2 separate regions of the Mus musculus genome follow, and region 2 is linked to region 1. The links are chromatin contacts, called in public HiChIP or PLAC-seq maps. All regions are on one chromosome and are shown on one strand. Each heading gives the region's core, a stretch centred on a gene start, on an enhancer-like site or on the middle of the called end of the contact. The rest is flanking DNA. Distances are from core to core; before and after follow the strand shown.

Region 1 (7,789 bases), core at 2,242-4,741:
CACCTTTCCCTGCTGAGCCACTTTGCTGCCTGCAAGCCAACTCTTCACTTGCACCATGCGCCTGCCTTCCCAGGCTCCAGGGCTCGTGGTCCACCCCTGACTGTAGACCATCATCTCCTGGCTCGTTCTGCCATGGCGCTCTGTTGTCTCTAAGAGCAGTTTTAGATCCTAGTGGCTTGATACCCTCTCCCCTCCCTCAGGGCCAGACTTTCCTGAGGTGATGTCTCCTCCTGTTACCTGTGTCCTCCACTCACCGGGGCAAGGCACAGGCTGGCTTCTCTGCCGCCAGTTCCCCAGGTCTACCAGTTTCCCACATAGGAGGCCACGAGAACCTGTTCTCCTTATCTACCTCGACCTTTACGCCGGGCAGCTGTTTACCCTCCTTTGGTAAACCTGCACATGCCCAAGGTTCGGCTACCAGGTGTCTACTTAGTGCGGACCTTGTCATCGGTTTATTTCCTGCTTGTCACAGCTGTTTCCGGCCAAACGAAAGTAGCAGGAAAGCAAGGGCTACCAAGTTGCTCAAGGAAGCAACCAGGGGCCGGCAATGCAGCTCCACTGGCAGAGTGTTAATCAGGATTCCCAAAGCCCTGGCCTCCACGCCCAGACCACATAAGCCCCATGTGGGGGAGCATACCTAGGATCCCAACAGTCAAATCATACTAAGTTTGATGCCAGCCTGGGTGACATGACAATCTGTCTCAATTTTTTTTTTTTTTTTTGAGACAGGGTTTCTCTGTGTAGCCCTGGCTATCCTGGAACTCACTCTGTAGACCAGGCTAGCCTCGAACTCAGAAATCCGCCTGCCTCTGCCTCCCAAGTGCTGGGATTAAAGGCATGTGCCAACACTGCCCGGCTCAATTTTTTTCTTGTCAAAGAAGAATGAGGAGAAAGAGGAGGAGGAGGAGGCAGCCCAGTATGCCTAGAAGGCAGAGGCAAGTGAATCTCTTTGAACTCTGTAAGTTCAAGGCCAGCCAAGGGTACACAATGAGAACGTGTCTCAAAAACAAAACAAAAGGAAGGGAGGGAAGGGGAAGAGAAGGAATGAAAGACCAGCTCTTTTCTACACACCAGCTTGGTACAGTGTAGCCAAAGCAAAGCTCTGCTAAATCATGTCCCATGTGCAGGCTGCATCTGCTGCAGAATGCCTGCTTCTTGGCTTCTGTGGGCATAGCATACACATAGTGTGCACTTAAACACATCGAGGCAAACATTCATTCATGTAAAATATAAATAAATCTTAAAAAGAAAATCAAAGACCAGCCCTGGAACCATGTTTCACTTAATAAACCCAACCATCGGCTTAAATTGCCAGGGAGGGGGAATTTCCACCAATCACAGCAGACCTGACATGCAAATGTTGCTAATATTTGCACCAATCATAGCACTGCCTCATTTGCTCTACCAGCGGTTGCTTTGGTAGGCTACTAGACAAGTACCTCAGGCCTTAGTGGAAAGAACTGCAGGGTCATCCAGAGGTCACATAAACAAGTGATAACCAGAGGTCCAGCACCTTTTGAAACAATTTTTGCTGAGGCTGCACCATCAGGCATAGGAACAATTAACAGCCATCATGGGTCAGCAAGATGGCTCAATGGAGTAAGGGTACTTGTTGCCAAGTGTAATGAGCCAGGGCCCACATCACGGGAGGAGAGAATACAAGAATAAACACACACACACACACACACACACACACACACACACATGTCCAATAGCCATCTCCCCACCCCATCTCCCCAGCCCTTTGAGATAGGGTTTCTCTATGTAGCCCTGGCTGTACTAGAACTCAAGTCTATAAAACAGGCTGGCCTTGAACTCAGAGATCCACCTGACTCTGCCTTCTGAATGCAGGAATTAAAGACATGTGCTACAACCGCCCAGCATTATGTGGCTTTCTTAAGCTCTCTGTGGACTTCTGGTGCTAGTGTAAGTAGAGCCTGTCTGTCTGTCTGTCAGATAGTTCTCTCGCTCAGGCAGCCAGGGCTGCACATGAAGGCCCCAGCCCCAACATCTTTGCTAATTTAAGTTATTTATTTAATAACTTAAAAATTAAGTCGTTAACATTAATAGTAAGGAGCTGGCTAATCGGGGGCTGGGGATTGAACTCCAGACCTCATGTATGGCTAGTGACTGCTTTATTAACTGAGCCATCTCCAAGGTAACCCATGACGCATGGGTTAGTGCTTCAGCCCCATCTTCCCACCCTGCTCCATCATTTAAGCCTCCAAGTTTCTTCTTAAATGGCAAACAAGAAACACTGTAAATCCAGAAAGATTGCTGACACATGTCTGCGAGAAACACAGCCCAGATCTCCAGCACCCACATAAATGCTAGGCTGTGTTGAAGCCTGGGAGATAGAGACAGGGGATCCCTTCGGCAAGCTGGCCTGCTAGACTAGCCAAATCAGCAAGCTCTGGGTTCAAGTGTGATGCCTTGCTTCAATATATAAGGTGTAACAGGATCTAGAAGGTCCTAGAAATAGCTGGCCTCACAGCCTACACATGTGCACACACACGTGTGAACAGACATATAAAAGCAAAAAGAAAGAAGAGGAAGAGGAGGGAGAGGAAAGAAAAAGAAGTGGTGGGGTTGCTCAGCGGCTAAAGGGGCTTGTCACCAAGCCTGGAGATTTGAGCCTAGTCCCAGGAACCAACAAGATGGAAGGAGAGAACTGGGCCTGACTGGATGTGCCCACACAGTCCACAAATAAATTTTTATTTTTATTTTTATTGTTTCAGGGGTGTGTGTGTGTGTGTGTGTGTGTGTGCGCGCGCACACACATGAAGGCACCCTCAGAGGTGAGAGGTGTCAGATAGAACTGGAGTTCCAGGCTGTTGTGAGTCTGCAGTTGTGGGTGCTGGGACTCGAAATCAGGTCTATTAGAAGAACAGCAATTGCTCTTATCCACTGGGCCAGCTCTCCATCCCTAATACAAAATTTTAATGTAATTTTAAATAAAAATTAATAGATTTTGACAGATTTCTTATGACTTATTTTTATTATTATTTAAAATGTGTGTGTTAGTTTGTGTGTGGGTGTGTGCATGGGCGTGCAGGTGCTCTCAAAGGCCAGAAGCAATGAATTCCCTGGAGTTGGTGTTAAAGGTGATGTAAGCTCCCCGAGGTTAGGAGCTGGGCATCGAACTTCGGTCCTATACAAGAGAAGCTGGAGTTCTTAATCACAGAAATTTTAATCTTGCTTTCTACCCTCGCAATGCCTCTGAGATAGGTATTTCTGCTATCTTAGTAGGGAATGGAAAAAAAAACAAGACAATACTCACAACTGAGTGGCATTTCAAAAACTTAGAGAAGGAAATCGCTGGCACCTAGGCGGAAACCCTGGAGACGGAAATTGCGGAGGACTCTGGGTCCTCAGTTGACCGTCCACGCGGGATGTAAAGTCCGGCTGCTCACCGACGCTGGGCCTTTAAGGGGCGTGGCGGGGGCGTGGCCCCAGCGGTCGCCCGCTCTCCCAGGCTGCCCCGCGCGCGCGACGGCAGTTCGGCCACGTCCCTGGCCACGTCGCGCCCGCTCCCGCCATCTTTCGCCGCTTCCTCTCTCCGGGGCTGCTGTCGCCGCGTCCCGAGTCGCTGCCTAGCTCCGGTGCCGCTGTGCCGCGCCGACCGCCGCCGCCATGAACATCTTCCGGCTGACTGGGGACCTGTCCCACCTGGCGGCCATCGTCATCCTACTGCTGAAGATCTGGAAGACGCGCTCCTGTGCTGGTGAGCGGCCGCCGGGGCGAGGCGCGCGGGGCAGGAGCGCGCGCGTTTGGCCCATTCGACCGACCCATTCGGCTCTCGGTCGTTCCGGAGGCTTTGTGCCGGGCTTGCGATGGCCAGACACACCCATCTCGGCCTGCTCGGCGGGCAACGAAACCCCTCCGAGTGTGCACACGGGCTGGGGTGTCCGTCGCAGCTCTGGGCCCCCCAGTTCTGCGCTTGGTCCGCTCGCGAACTTGATCCGTCCTGGCTCAGCGAGCGCTGGCGTAACTGCCCCCGCGTCCTGCTGCATCTGAAAAGTTTAGCACGGGATCTGTGGGGCTCTAGTGGGCGTGTCCCTCTCCATGGGACTTTTGGGGGGCGCCTCTGAGTCCCCAGGAATCAATGGGAGACTTGCTCGAGGAGGATGGATAGGACCACAGACTAGCTGGGCCTGACGTGGCAGCCAGGCCACCCGCGAAGGTGGGGCTGGCTGGAGGAAGAGGGGCATCCTGCTATTCATTCTGTTATCTTCAAGGACAAGCAGAGGATGGGATGTGGGGGCAGGATGGTGTCAGGTCTGGCCTGTGCTTACAGTTGATGAGGCTACAACTCAAGCCTTGGGGTTCGGGATCTCATGCGTCATAAAAAGAGATGTGGATCTTTTAAGTGAGTTGCTTGGCATAGTTTTCATGTTACTCTGAGAAGCAAGCTAGTTTTTCATCCTTGAGTGTGGCCGTCTAATAACTGGTTCTCTTAAACTGCCAGCGCTGGGTACCACAGAGGCCTCTGTTCTCGGCTAGTATCCTTGCTCCACGTCACCATTGAGTTGGCGCTGTACCTCCCTCAAACTACATTGCAGAGAGGCAGTAGAGTGAACTTTCCTCACATAATAGCTGTGGACTTCTGCCTTTCGTTAAATATTAGGAATCTTACAAGTTTTAGATAAGTTCTTGGTGAGTGTGATGGTGCTTGCCTGTAATCCCAGCACTCGAGAGGTGGTAACCTGAGGTTCAGGAATTCAAAATGAGAATGGACTACATGCTGGTCCTGTCTCCAAAAACACCCCCTGCTCCCCAAAAACCCATTAATTAATTGATTGATTAAATAAATATATTCTTAAAATACTGTCCTTAATGCTATGTCCCCAAATGAAATAACTTTGTAAACTCAAATTTAATTTTTTTCAGAGACAGCAGAAAATAGAAGTCCTAAAGGCCCTGGGTGATGGAGACGCCACCTATCTGGTTTATTAATAACACCTCATCTAAAGTAGCACCGCCCCTTTGACTCTGCTCTCTGAAGGTCTCATCTCTCCCTGGAACATAGTTGAGATCCAGGAAGTAAGCACAACCCAAAAGACCTTTGCCCGATCGAAGTGGACGTCACAAAGTCCTTGTACTGAACCAGGGGATCTGACTGGGAGGTGAACTGGGAGCCCAGTGTGGGATTCAGAATGACAGTCAATTAATTGCTTCAGTTGCGATAGGTGTGCATTAAGTAGTCAGCTGAGTGTTATAGCGCTCCTCTCAGGCAGTACTTAAAATAACCATGTCAACGGTCCCCGGACTGGATGAGGGAACCGAGTCTTAGGCAGGTTAGCAGGCTTTCGATGAAGCCAGGATTGACGCATAAGCAGTAATGAATTTGGAATTTCCAATTAACCTTTGTTTCGGCCTGAGCAGTTTGAGTTTGCACATTTGATGCCAGTGGTTCTGTCACGTTTGCTGTTGGATTTGGGTGCTACTTTTAGTCTTTAGCTGTCTTTCTAAACCTCTAAGTCTCTTTGTCTTCTTTCTTATGTTCTTCTGCCAAGTCAAGATATATTTTATTTTTAATTGTGTGAGTGCTGGTTCCTGTGGAGACCAGAAAAAGACATCATACTCCCCTGGATCTGGAGTCACAGACAGTTATGAGTTGCCTAGTGTGCTGAAACTGAACTCAGGTCCTTTGCAAGAGCAGTACCCTTAGTGGCTGAACCCTCTCTCCAGCCCCAAGAAACAGGGTTTTTTTTTAATTATTAATTTTTTGCGTGCCTGTGTGAGTTTACTACAAGTGTGCAGAAGCCCTTGGATTCCAGAAGAGGGGCGTGAGATCTTCTGGAACTGAAGTTACAGGCAGTTATAAGCCACCATGTTATTGCTGGAAAGTGAACCCAGATAGTCTACAAGAGCAGCAGGTGCTCTTAACTGCTGAGCTGTCTCTCCAGCCCCACAAACTTAGAATTCTTAAGGGAACGTTGAGTAACCAGGAAAAAGGAAGCAGGTTGCTACTTAATATTCATTGTTTCCATGGGAGATTAGAGCATTGAGGAAAACACAGTATTTAGCTGATGTGCCAAGAATGGAAGGTAAATGGGTGAGTTCAGTTTGTGATTCCCAAGGATGCCCTGGATATTAGTAAGCCGCCCGCACTCACTCTTGGACTTAAGATCTTCTTTATTCTGCTATATACAATTTTTCTGACCTTTCAAAAATGAAATTCACCAAGGCCATTTATTTTGAGTTAAATGCTGGCTTGTGTTAGATGCTCTGTTTTCCATGCTAAGTTTAAAAGTTCTGTAGAGGCTTTGGAAAGAGGAAGAACTTGATCAGAGTTTCTCAAGTATCCGGAACCTGAGCCAACCTGAGCCGCGGTGTCCAGGCCGGCGTTTTCAGTTGGAAAAGCGGAGCTCCTTTTAGGGTTTCAGCACCAGCTTAGAACCTAAACCACAGGGCCTTTCCCTAAGGGGAAGACGGGGCAGGCTGCTCAGGAAGCTGGACGTTACATTTTTGAGTACTCAGTGTTGCTCAAGCTGGAATCCTCCTGCGTCAGCCTCCTGAGAGCTAGGTTTACATGTGTGCTTCTCCATGCCAGGCTTTAAGGACCTGTTGTGAGCTGATTGTGCTTGAATGTAAACTTTGTGTTGTGTCTGGTGTCACTGTAGAGGGGGACATCAGTGACAATGTCTTGTGTTACTGACCTGCCAGGCAGCTTGATGGTCAAGTTGTCTCTTTTAGGGTGTGGTTTGTTTTTTTTTTTTTTTTTTTTTTTTTTGCCCTAATCCCTTGAAACAATCAGCTATAATATTTACTTATTTATGGCGCTGGAGTTTGAACCCAGGGTCTCACTGAAGTCAAGCAAATACCGGTTGAGCCAAATCCATATCCCAAAGCTTTGTTTTTAGGTGAAGTGCTTTTTCTAACTTCCTATAGGCTGATAGTCATTGTCAGGGCTTGCCCTGAGTTTACGTGACTAGTGAGTCCTGCAATGAGTGACCTCCAGCCTCCTCCTTTATTTACTCTTTCCCTCCTAGCTGTTATGGTGGTTGTAAACCTGTCAACCTATCAAACTTGACAGCCTGTCAAACTGTATGGTTTTTATATTTGAAGCAAATAGAAAACTTGCCTTTCTTTCTCTCCTTCTTTTTTCTTCTCTGGTATTGAGGCTTGAACCTAGGACCTCGTGACATGGTGCATACTGGTCAAGCTCTTCCGTAGCTCTCTACTCCCAGTGCTAACACTTGTTGTTGTTGTTGTTGTTGTCTTCCTCGGTACTTGAAGCTTTTGCATCACATTCCTAGACTCCTCCTGGAGCTGTTTTCTCTGATCCTTTGAGGGCTAGTTAATCTCTTAATAATCATTGCCATGCACGGCCTGACCACCCTCTCTGTGTGCCCAGCCCTGAGAGCACTCAGCTGCAGATGGCAGCAAGCCTTGCTGCCATCCTTGGGTGTTAAGGAGTGTGGCTATGAGTGCTGCAATCCCAGCATTCTGCAAGTGGACACAGAGGACTAGAAGCTCAGAGCCATCTTTGGAAGACTCTGGAGAGTACGAAAGAAGCTGCAGTGGGAGAACACTTGTCTAGAACGTGCGAGGCCTGGGTTTGAGCCTTTGTGTTGCACAAAGAAAGATACAGGTCAGGTGAGGGGGTAAATCATGTGTGAAGGACAGACATGGCTGTCAAGCTATGAGGACAGTGACTTGTGTGAAGTGGAGGGAGGGACCCAAGGACAACTCCTTTGACTTCCCAACAAGAAGTGTCAAGATTGCTGAAGAAAAGAGTGGTCATGTAGCCAAAGATAACCTTGAACTTCTTACCCTCCTGCTT
Region 2 (7,789 bases), core at 2,320-4,819, 81 kb after region 1:
GGAGTGCGCACACAGCTAAGGCTGCTTTCCTTCTCTCTCCCAGGAAACTGAGTTAGATGCAGAAGTGGAGAACTGCCATCATTACATGCCGTTTGCAGCAGCTGCCTATGGGTGGCCGCTCTACATCTACAGGAACCCGTTCACGGGGCTGTGCAGGATTGGTGGCGACTGGTAAGTTAGCGTAGCCTGATCCTTTCAGATTTTTTTCCCCTCTTTTTTTAAAAACAAAAAACCTACATTTCAAAAGCATACAAGACTAGAACAAAAAAAAAAAAAAGTTCTCTATCTAGAACTGTCTAGACCTGTGACTCACTATGTCCTGAGTTCTCTAGATGTCACACTTTATCTCTTTTAAAAAACAAAAATTTTGGCAGGGCAGTGGTGGCACAAATTTTTTTTTTTTTTTTTTTTTTTTTTTTAGATAAAGGTTTTATATAGTCCCTGCCTGGCTTGAGAGAAACTTGGTATGAAGACCAGGCTGGCCTTGAACTCACCAAGATGACTTCTTCTGCCTCGCAAGTGCTGGGATTATAAGTAGACACTGGCACTTGGAACTTTTAAAAAAAGCTACTTGTAATTAGTTACATTTTTCTATTTGTTTGTTTGTTTGTTTGATGTATATGTGCAGTGAGGATGTGGAAGATACAAGACTCCTTCTCTTTCTGACATTGTTACATTGATGCCACACAAAGAATGAAAAGAAAGACTTCCCTTTCTTAGTGAGCCAAGGCTAGCCCAAATGTGATTGACGGCTTCCCTCCATGTCTTCTGTATGTCTGCAGCTTGTAGTCTGAGGCCTGTCTGTTGTGCGTCTGCTCTTTGTCTGTTGTCTGTGTTGCTGTCTGTCCCTAACAAAGAGCTTTGCTTCAGTTATTGACAAGTGAGGAAAACATGGGAGGGGGAGGGAATGGGGGGGGGGTTCTTCTACAGAGATCTTTAGCTGAGTTTGACAAGGGAGTTACTTTACTGACCTAGAACAGCACTCAAAACCGCACACAGATGTCATCAACCTGTGTCGCTATATTGTTTCCACCATTCATGTCATAGTCATGGCTGCTTCAGCAAATTACCACAGCGCACACCCAGGCGTACACACACACACACACACACACAATGTTATTCTGGATCAGGCTATGGAAGAGTAGATAGTCCAAGAGTGGAACTGTGCAGGCCAGGAAGTGGTGATGCACACCATTAATCCCAGCACTTGGGAGGCAGAGGCGTACAGATCTCTGTGAGTTTGAGGCCAACCTGGTCTATAGAGCGAGTTCTAACCTTGTCTCAAAAAACCAAACTAAAGAAAAGAGTGGAGCTGTGCATTTAACGTAGGTTAGAAGGTGATTACGTGGGAAGAACACAGCAGATTAAGGTCAGTTACGTTGTTCTTTTAAGGGCGGGTTAAACTTAACCAGGCTGAGTACACAGTAGGACAGCAGGTTGAGGACCTGTTTTACATGATCTCAGGATATATTATGAACTTGCTTACAAGGTCTGGAAAATGTTCACTCTCTGAAGGTAAGAGGGACTCACACACCGAAGGGGTCCTGGGAATCAAACTCAGATCACCAGGTTTGGTGACAAGTGTCTTTCCTGCTGAGCCGTCTTGCCAGCTCAGGTTTCTTTATCTGTTAACATCTTGCCTGATGTCCTCACAATATTCACTGCAGTAAAATTATAAAAATCAGGAACTTTATCTTTGATTGTTAACTGGTAACTCGTGTTTGAGTTCTTCCTGTTGACCCAGTAATATGCATGTGTGTAATAGATGAGACTGGAGTGTGTCCGAGTGTGTGTGTGTGTGTGTGTGTGCGCGTGCGCACGTGCTTGGAGTCCAGGGGAGGACACCCCTTGTCCTGCTGTTCTTCTCTCCCCTTTATTCTCTTGGGATAGGGTCTCTTTCTCATTCTACCTGGAGCTAAGCTTTTGGCCAGCAGCCCCAGCTTCCTCCTGTCTCCACCCCTAACCTCACGGTGCAGGGTTACACACACACACACACACACACACACACACACACATGCACACACGGCTACACCGACCTAACTGTGCTGGGTGGTCCCTGTCACTTTCTGAGCACTTCCCTGGTTACTTGAGTTTTGGTAGTTTTGAGACGGGGCCTCCTGTAGCCAGGGATCGCCTCAAAGTCCTGATCATCCTGCCTCCACCTCCCAAGGGCTAGGGTTACAGGCACGTGCCACCGTATGGGCCTTCTTCCTACATTTCTACTGGAAATTTTTAAATTTTTCTTTATTATTAATGTATGCATATGATGTATGTGGGTGCGTGCATGCCAGAGCACGTGTGAAGGTTCAGCAAGACACCCTGTCTCAGAGGAGTTAAGGCAGAAAGAATGTCAGAGTAGGATATCCCATGTCCATATATGTGTGAGTGCACATGCAAATGTGCGCACAGACACATATAGACACGTGATGAATGAATGAATGAATGAATGAATGAATGAATATCTAGAATGTAGTAACTCACTGAAAAAGCATTTGTCCCATGTGCAAGCCCCATGGATCTGCTAGAATGTCTGAGAAGTATCCAGCCCTCCCCTCCCGAGTTCTCTAGATAAATCCACGGGGTCACCGTGTACGGTGGAAGGCACGGGTACCACAATCACCTCTTTCCGTTCCCTGTAGTTGCAGAGCCAGAGACATAGAGTACGATGCAGTGGAAGGTGACCAGCACAACTGCCACTTCGCCTCCATCCTGAAGACCACAGGGCTGCAGTACAGGGATTTCATTCACATAAGCTTTCACGACAAGGTATTGTCTCAAGCAGGGTGCTCTAGATGTGGGTCCTGGACTCCTGTGGGGTCTGGTGGTGGGAGTGTGTGTTTGTGTATGTCTGTGTCGGTGTGTTTGTGTGTGTGTGTGTCTCTGTATATGTAGGTAAGTGTGTATGTCTGTGTGTGTGTGTTTGTGTGTGTTTATGCATGTATGTCAGTGTCAGTGTGTGTGTATGTCTGTTGTTGGGACTTCAACTAGGACCTTTCACAAGCTAGATAAGCACTCTACTAGTGAGCTATATTCCTAGCTCTTATTAAAAAAAACATCTTTATAGGCCAAGCAGTGGTGGCGCACGCCTCTAATCCCAGCACTCGGGAGGCAGAGGCAGGTGGATTTCTGAGTTCGAGGCCAGCCTGGTCTACAGAGTGAGTTCCAGGACAGCCAGGGCTACACAGAGAAACCCGGTCTCAAAAAACCAAACCAAACCAAACCAAACCAAACCAAACCAAACATCTTTATTAGTGGTGTGTGTGTGTGTGTGTGTGTGTGTGTGTGTGTGTGTGTGTGTGTGTGCACACGCGTGTGCACTCTTGCATGTGTGCATACAGGTCCTGCGGATTGAACTCAGATTATCAGGCTTGTTGGTGAGTGTCATAACTTACTGAACCATCTTGCTAATTCCCAGCCTTTTTACTTTTATACACACACACACACACACACACACACATACACACACACACACACACACACAGAAAGCTTGCCTACCCGCTTGAAAGTCTGTGGTTAGCATTACTTAGTTGCTCTCTAACCTCTTTTGTGTGGTTAACCTCTGTAACCGCTACTGGTGGCGTGCAACTGTTTTCAGACTCTGTGGTTCACAGAGTGTTTTGGCAGAACTTTTAGGAAGAGTTCTATAGTTGGGCTGGCGAGGTGGCTCAGTGGGTAAAGGCATCTGCCTCCAGGCCTGAGAAGCCACGTTCAGTTCCTGGCATCTATACAGTAGAAGGAGAATGAGCTCCCTCAAGTTGTCTTCCAGTTGCTTCACACATGCATTGACACGCACATGCACACACACAGCCTCCACACATAACTTCTGAAATTGCCAAGTATGGTGGTGTGTGCTCATAATCCCAACCTTTGAGAGGCTGAGGCAGGAGGATAGAGAGAGACCCAGTCAGAGTGCCGAGGGCCATGCAGAGGAACGGCAGATGGCTTTAGATCGTGGATGCAGCCCACAGCTTACCACCGCCACGTGAGTGAGCCTCGGCGTGGCACGGTTCCGAGGACCATGTGTCCATGAAGTTCTGAGGGCTTCGTGCTGTTATGGGGTTCTGCTCTGCCTGCTGCCCTCACATCCCTCTTAGTCTAAGAATTCTATTAAAACTCTAAGGGGTTTCCAGTCCCTCAGGGGACAGTATCGTGGACGCATACAATGCTATGCTTGATCTCTCTCAGGCACTGCTGCTGGGGCACATTAATGATCCTGTCACCAGAACTTAGAGATGCAGATTGTCAGCCATGAGAACATTTGGAAAAATTAAATTGTTAGTGAAGCTAGGTTGAGATGTTTTTACTACTGGCTCTGATGGAGAAAACCTTAGGAAGTAATTTATAGTTCAGAGAGGCACACTCTTATTAGCTAAACTAGGGACCTTTTAAGGTCAGGGAACTAGAACAATGGCAGCCCTGGCTGACAGGACTCACTGAGTCTGGACTGGTGAGGACTGATTTCTTGTACCCATTTTGCCCTCATCTTCCTGATAGGATTTATTAAGATTGACTGATGAGTAGATAAGCATTCTGAGGATTTAGAGTTTGTGAGTGGAAGGTTGGAATATCCTTGCTTCTGTCCATCAACTCTGTGTGTGTGTGTGTGTAAGAGAGAGAGAGTGTGTGTGTGTGTGTGTGTGTGTGTGTGTGTGTGTGTAAGAGAGAGAGAGTTTGTGTGTGTGTATGTGTGTAAGAGAGAGAGAGTGTGTGTGTGTATGTGTGTAAGAGAGAGAGTGTGTGTGTGTGTATGTGTGTAAGAGAGAGAAAGAGTGTGTGTGTGTGTGTGTGTGTGTGTGTGTGTGTGTGTGTAAGGTTTGTGTGAATAAGGGCTGGAAAACTGTTGGTGTCCATCCATCACCTATGTGTATGTATATAAAGCTTGTCTGGTGTGTATTGGAGCTTGCTCCATCCACCAATTTTGTGTGTGTGTGTGTGTGTGTGTGTGTGTGTGTGTGTAAGTAAAATGCTTGGAGCCCACCTTCTGGAGCTTTGCTCTACCATTTTATATGTGAATATAAATATGTGTGAGTATAAATATATGTGTATATGCTTTATATGTATATATGCTTTATATGTGTATATGCTTGTGTATAGGTCTATATATATGTATGTATGCATATATGTGTGTATAAACACATGCATGCACATGCGTATTTGTATGTATAAAGTTGTTGGACTCTGCTGTTTTGTTTTGTCCATTGAGAGAGAGAGAGAAAGAAAGAGAGAATTTTCTCATTCCTACTCTTTCTCGCTGGCCCCAAAGGATTAAAGAGTTCATAGTTCCTGCTGACCACAGGGAGCGCCAGCTTTGTTCCCTCAGAGGAAAGTCTGCTGAGTAACTTCTCTAACCACTGGCTGCCTTTGGCAGCAGCCCCTGTAGGTGTCTGGATCCACCCCTATCAGCAGCTCTAAGCTCTGACCCCTAACGGCTGCCTGCCTCAGTTTACCCACCACATGGACGCCAGAGCCGGTCACTGGCATCAGAGAAAACCAGGTTTCTCTGTAGTTGGTGTTGCTGTGCTGCTGTGAGTCCCGCCTTGTGCTGGTTTCTTGTCTTCCAGGTGTATGAGCTGCCCTTCATAGTGGTTCTGGACCACAGGAAGGAGTCTGTTGTGGTCGCCGTGAGAGGGACCATGTCTCTCCAGGTAATGCTGGTGTGCTTGACAGATTCAGACCTGGACAGGGTGGGAGCGGGGACGTAGGCACAAGTGAGGTGCTCAGAGCTACGGAAAGCTTCCGTTAGGAACAGAAAGCCACTGCCTGCGAGGGAACCAAGGGAAGTGTGGGTTGTGAAACTCTGACTGGAAACATAGTGGGAAACATACTCCCACTCAGCCATCAGCTGTTGGCAGCAGAGATGCCAGCACGTCCCAAGACAGGCTCAAGGGATACCTACTTGGTTTGCCTCCTGCCGACCCTTAGAGATGCCTAGATGAGCCCCAAGCCTAGGGAGCCACTCTAATTTCTGCACCCAAAGCCAGATGGAACGGCAAGACCAGTCTTGTATCAGAAGACACAGAGCCATGTATGGTGGTACACTCCTGTAACCCCACCACTCTGGAAGCTGAAGCAGGAGGATTGCAAGTTTGAGTCCTGCTTGGGCTACATAGACAGAATTTTAAAAAGGAGGCAGGGCCAGCTGGGGAGACGACTCAGTGGTAAAGGGGAAGGACCTGTATACGACCCCCAGAACCCACATACAATCCGGAGGCCTCTGTGTGTGTCATCTCAGCTGTCTACAGCAAAATGGGAGATGAAACAGGAGTCTGTCTGGAATGCCAAGGGCCACAGTGCCTGGTGCGTAAACTGGCCAGCAGGAGACCCTGGGAGATGAAAGATGGCATCTGCGTGGTTTTCTGATCCAAGCACCATACCTGTTCCATGACACACGTGCTTTGTACACACAAATATGCACATGCACAAGACATACAGATTAAAAAGTCAGACTGTCAAGTTTGTTTTGGGGTTCTCTGCAGGCCGTCCCTTCCTCCGGTCCCCATATGCTGCCTTGAGCCCCTTGTCTCCCAGTCCCCTCCACCTCCTCTTTTTGTTCAGCTCCTTCCGTCTTCTGCATCTGCTTTCTGGTGGCTTCTCTGCCACCCTTTCCTCTCACTTCCTGGTCCTTTGCTTACCCGGAAGGGACCAGTGTTACTGCCGAGCAGGCAGGATGGGCCTGTAATCACAGATACTGTGAAGGCTGAAACAAGTTTTAAGTTCAGGGCTAGCCTAAGCAACTTAGGCCCTGTATCAATATAAAGCAGGCCTTGGCTCAGCCCTAGGTGAGATCTGAGTACACTTCCCAGCACCTAATAGCAGCTCATAACCATCCGTAGTAACTCCATTTCCAGGGGATCCAGCACCCTTTTCTGGCCTCTGTCGATATCAGGCATGCATGTGTTACACAGACATACGTGTAAACAAAGCACCCACATACTACATCATCATCATAAGGTGAATGGGAGGGTGGACATCTGTGCCATAGCTTTAATTCCAGCCCTGGGGAGGCAGAGGCAGGCAGGTCTACACAGGGAGTTCCAGGCCAGCCAAGGCTGCCTACATACTGAGACCTGGTCTAAGAAAAGAGACCTGGGCATCTGCCTAGCGTCTCCCTGTCAGAGGCTGGGTCTCAAGATAGAGCCCTTACCCTACTGTGTGGAAGGCCCTGACTCAGGCCTTAGTGTTATCCATTCCTCCTTGATCGGTCCACCATCTTAGATCTCACAGCCCCAGGCTCGCTGGCTGAGGAATTCTTTCTCAGTCCCTGCTCTGACCAGTTGGTTCCCCGCAGTGAGAGAAAGGTTTCCTGGCCTCTCTGCTCTTATCCTAGTCAGACAGGCCCTTCCTGTGTAGCTCCCAAGTGTCCCCAAATGCTGGAATTACAAGTGGGTTCCCAACACAACCTGCTCCAGTCTGTCCCCTATGCTGTCCTCTGGAAACCCCCAGTGCACTCAGCTTTCCGGAGGGAGGGGGTGCTTGTTTCCCATGCTCTGTGACCTGCCAGCCACTTCTTCCTAGTGCCACTCTGTATAGAGCACTAAGTGGTATGCCTGCCTGGTGTCCTCTGTAGACAGTTGAAGGGGCTTTTTGTCATATAGGGGTAAGCACGACATGGTGGCCTATGCCTGTAATCCCAGGATGGGAGGCAGAAGCAGAAAGGATTCAAAGCTAGCCTGGGCTACGTGGTGAGACCCTGTCACAAACAAAATTTGAAGCCGTGTGGACCCCAGGAGGTGCTTGTCCCCAGGTGCTTGCTCCCTCGGGTCTGGCCACCACTCATCCCATCTCTCCT

The links. HiChIP or PLAC-seq counts read pairs in DNA pulled down with a chosen protein or histone mark.
Region 2: a contact with region 1 is called in an H3K4me3 HiChIP or PLAC-seq map of the SCID.adh cell line, with 15 read pairs. The contact joins the enhancer-like site here to the promoter of Kdelr2 in region 1. A contact is called at or near these places in 3 of 39 promoter capture datasets (embryonic stem cells, liver and stem cell-derived epiblast-like cells), 1 of 15 datasets of contacts at CTCF or cohesin (the NIH/3T3 cell line), 3 of 115 datasets of contacts at active chromatin or transcription factors (the SCID.adh cell line and embryonic stem cells) and 3 of 9 other capture datasets (adipose tissue, liver and pancreatic islet).

Annotation. Positions count from the first base shown.
Region 1 is chr5:143,400,329-143,408,117 of GRCm38.p6, forward strand. It overlaps Kdelr2 (KDEL (Lys-Asp-Glu-Leu) endoplasmic reticulum protein retention receptor 2), which reads left to right and starts at 3,492. Exons shown (of 5, transcript NM_025841.4): 1 at 3,492-3,724. The coding sequence starts at 3,634. It overlaps Gm20635 (a long non-coding RNA gene), which reads right to left and starts at 3,414. Exons shown (of 3, transcript XR_868670.2): 1 at 3,281-3,414.
Region 2 is chr5:143,481,587-143,489,375 of GRCm38.p6, forward strand. Daglb (diacylglycerol lipase, beta) reads left to right here. Exons shown (of 15, transcript NM_144915.3): 6 at 44-171; 7 at 2,640-2,766; 8 at 5,562-5,645. Among named protein-coding and RNA genes, the nearest start is that of Daglb, 21 kb to the left of the region's middle. Within about 2 kb of position 3,570, at least 12 of the 459 cell types and tissues checked have an H3K27ac peak or open chromatin away from gene starts, as enhancers often do. A contact at or near this core is called in the SCID.adh cell line, where this site is marked.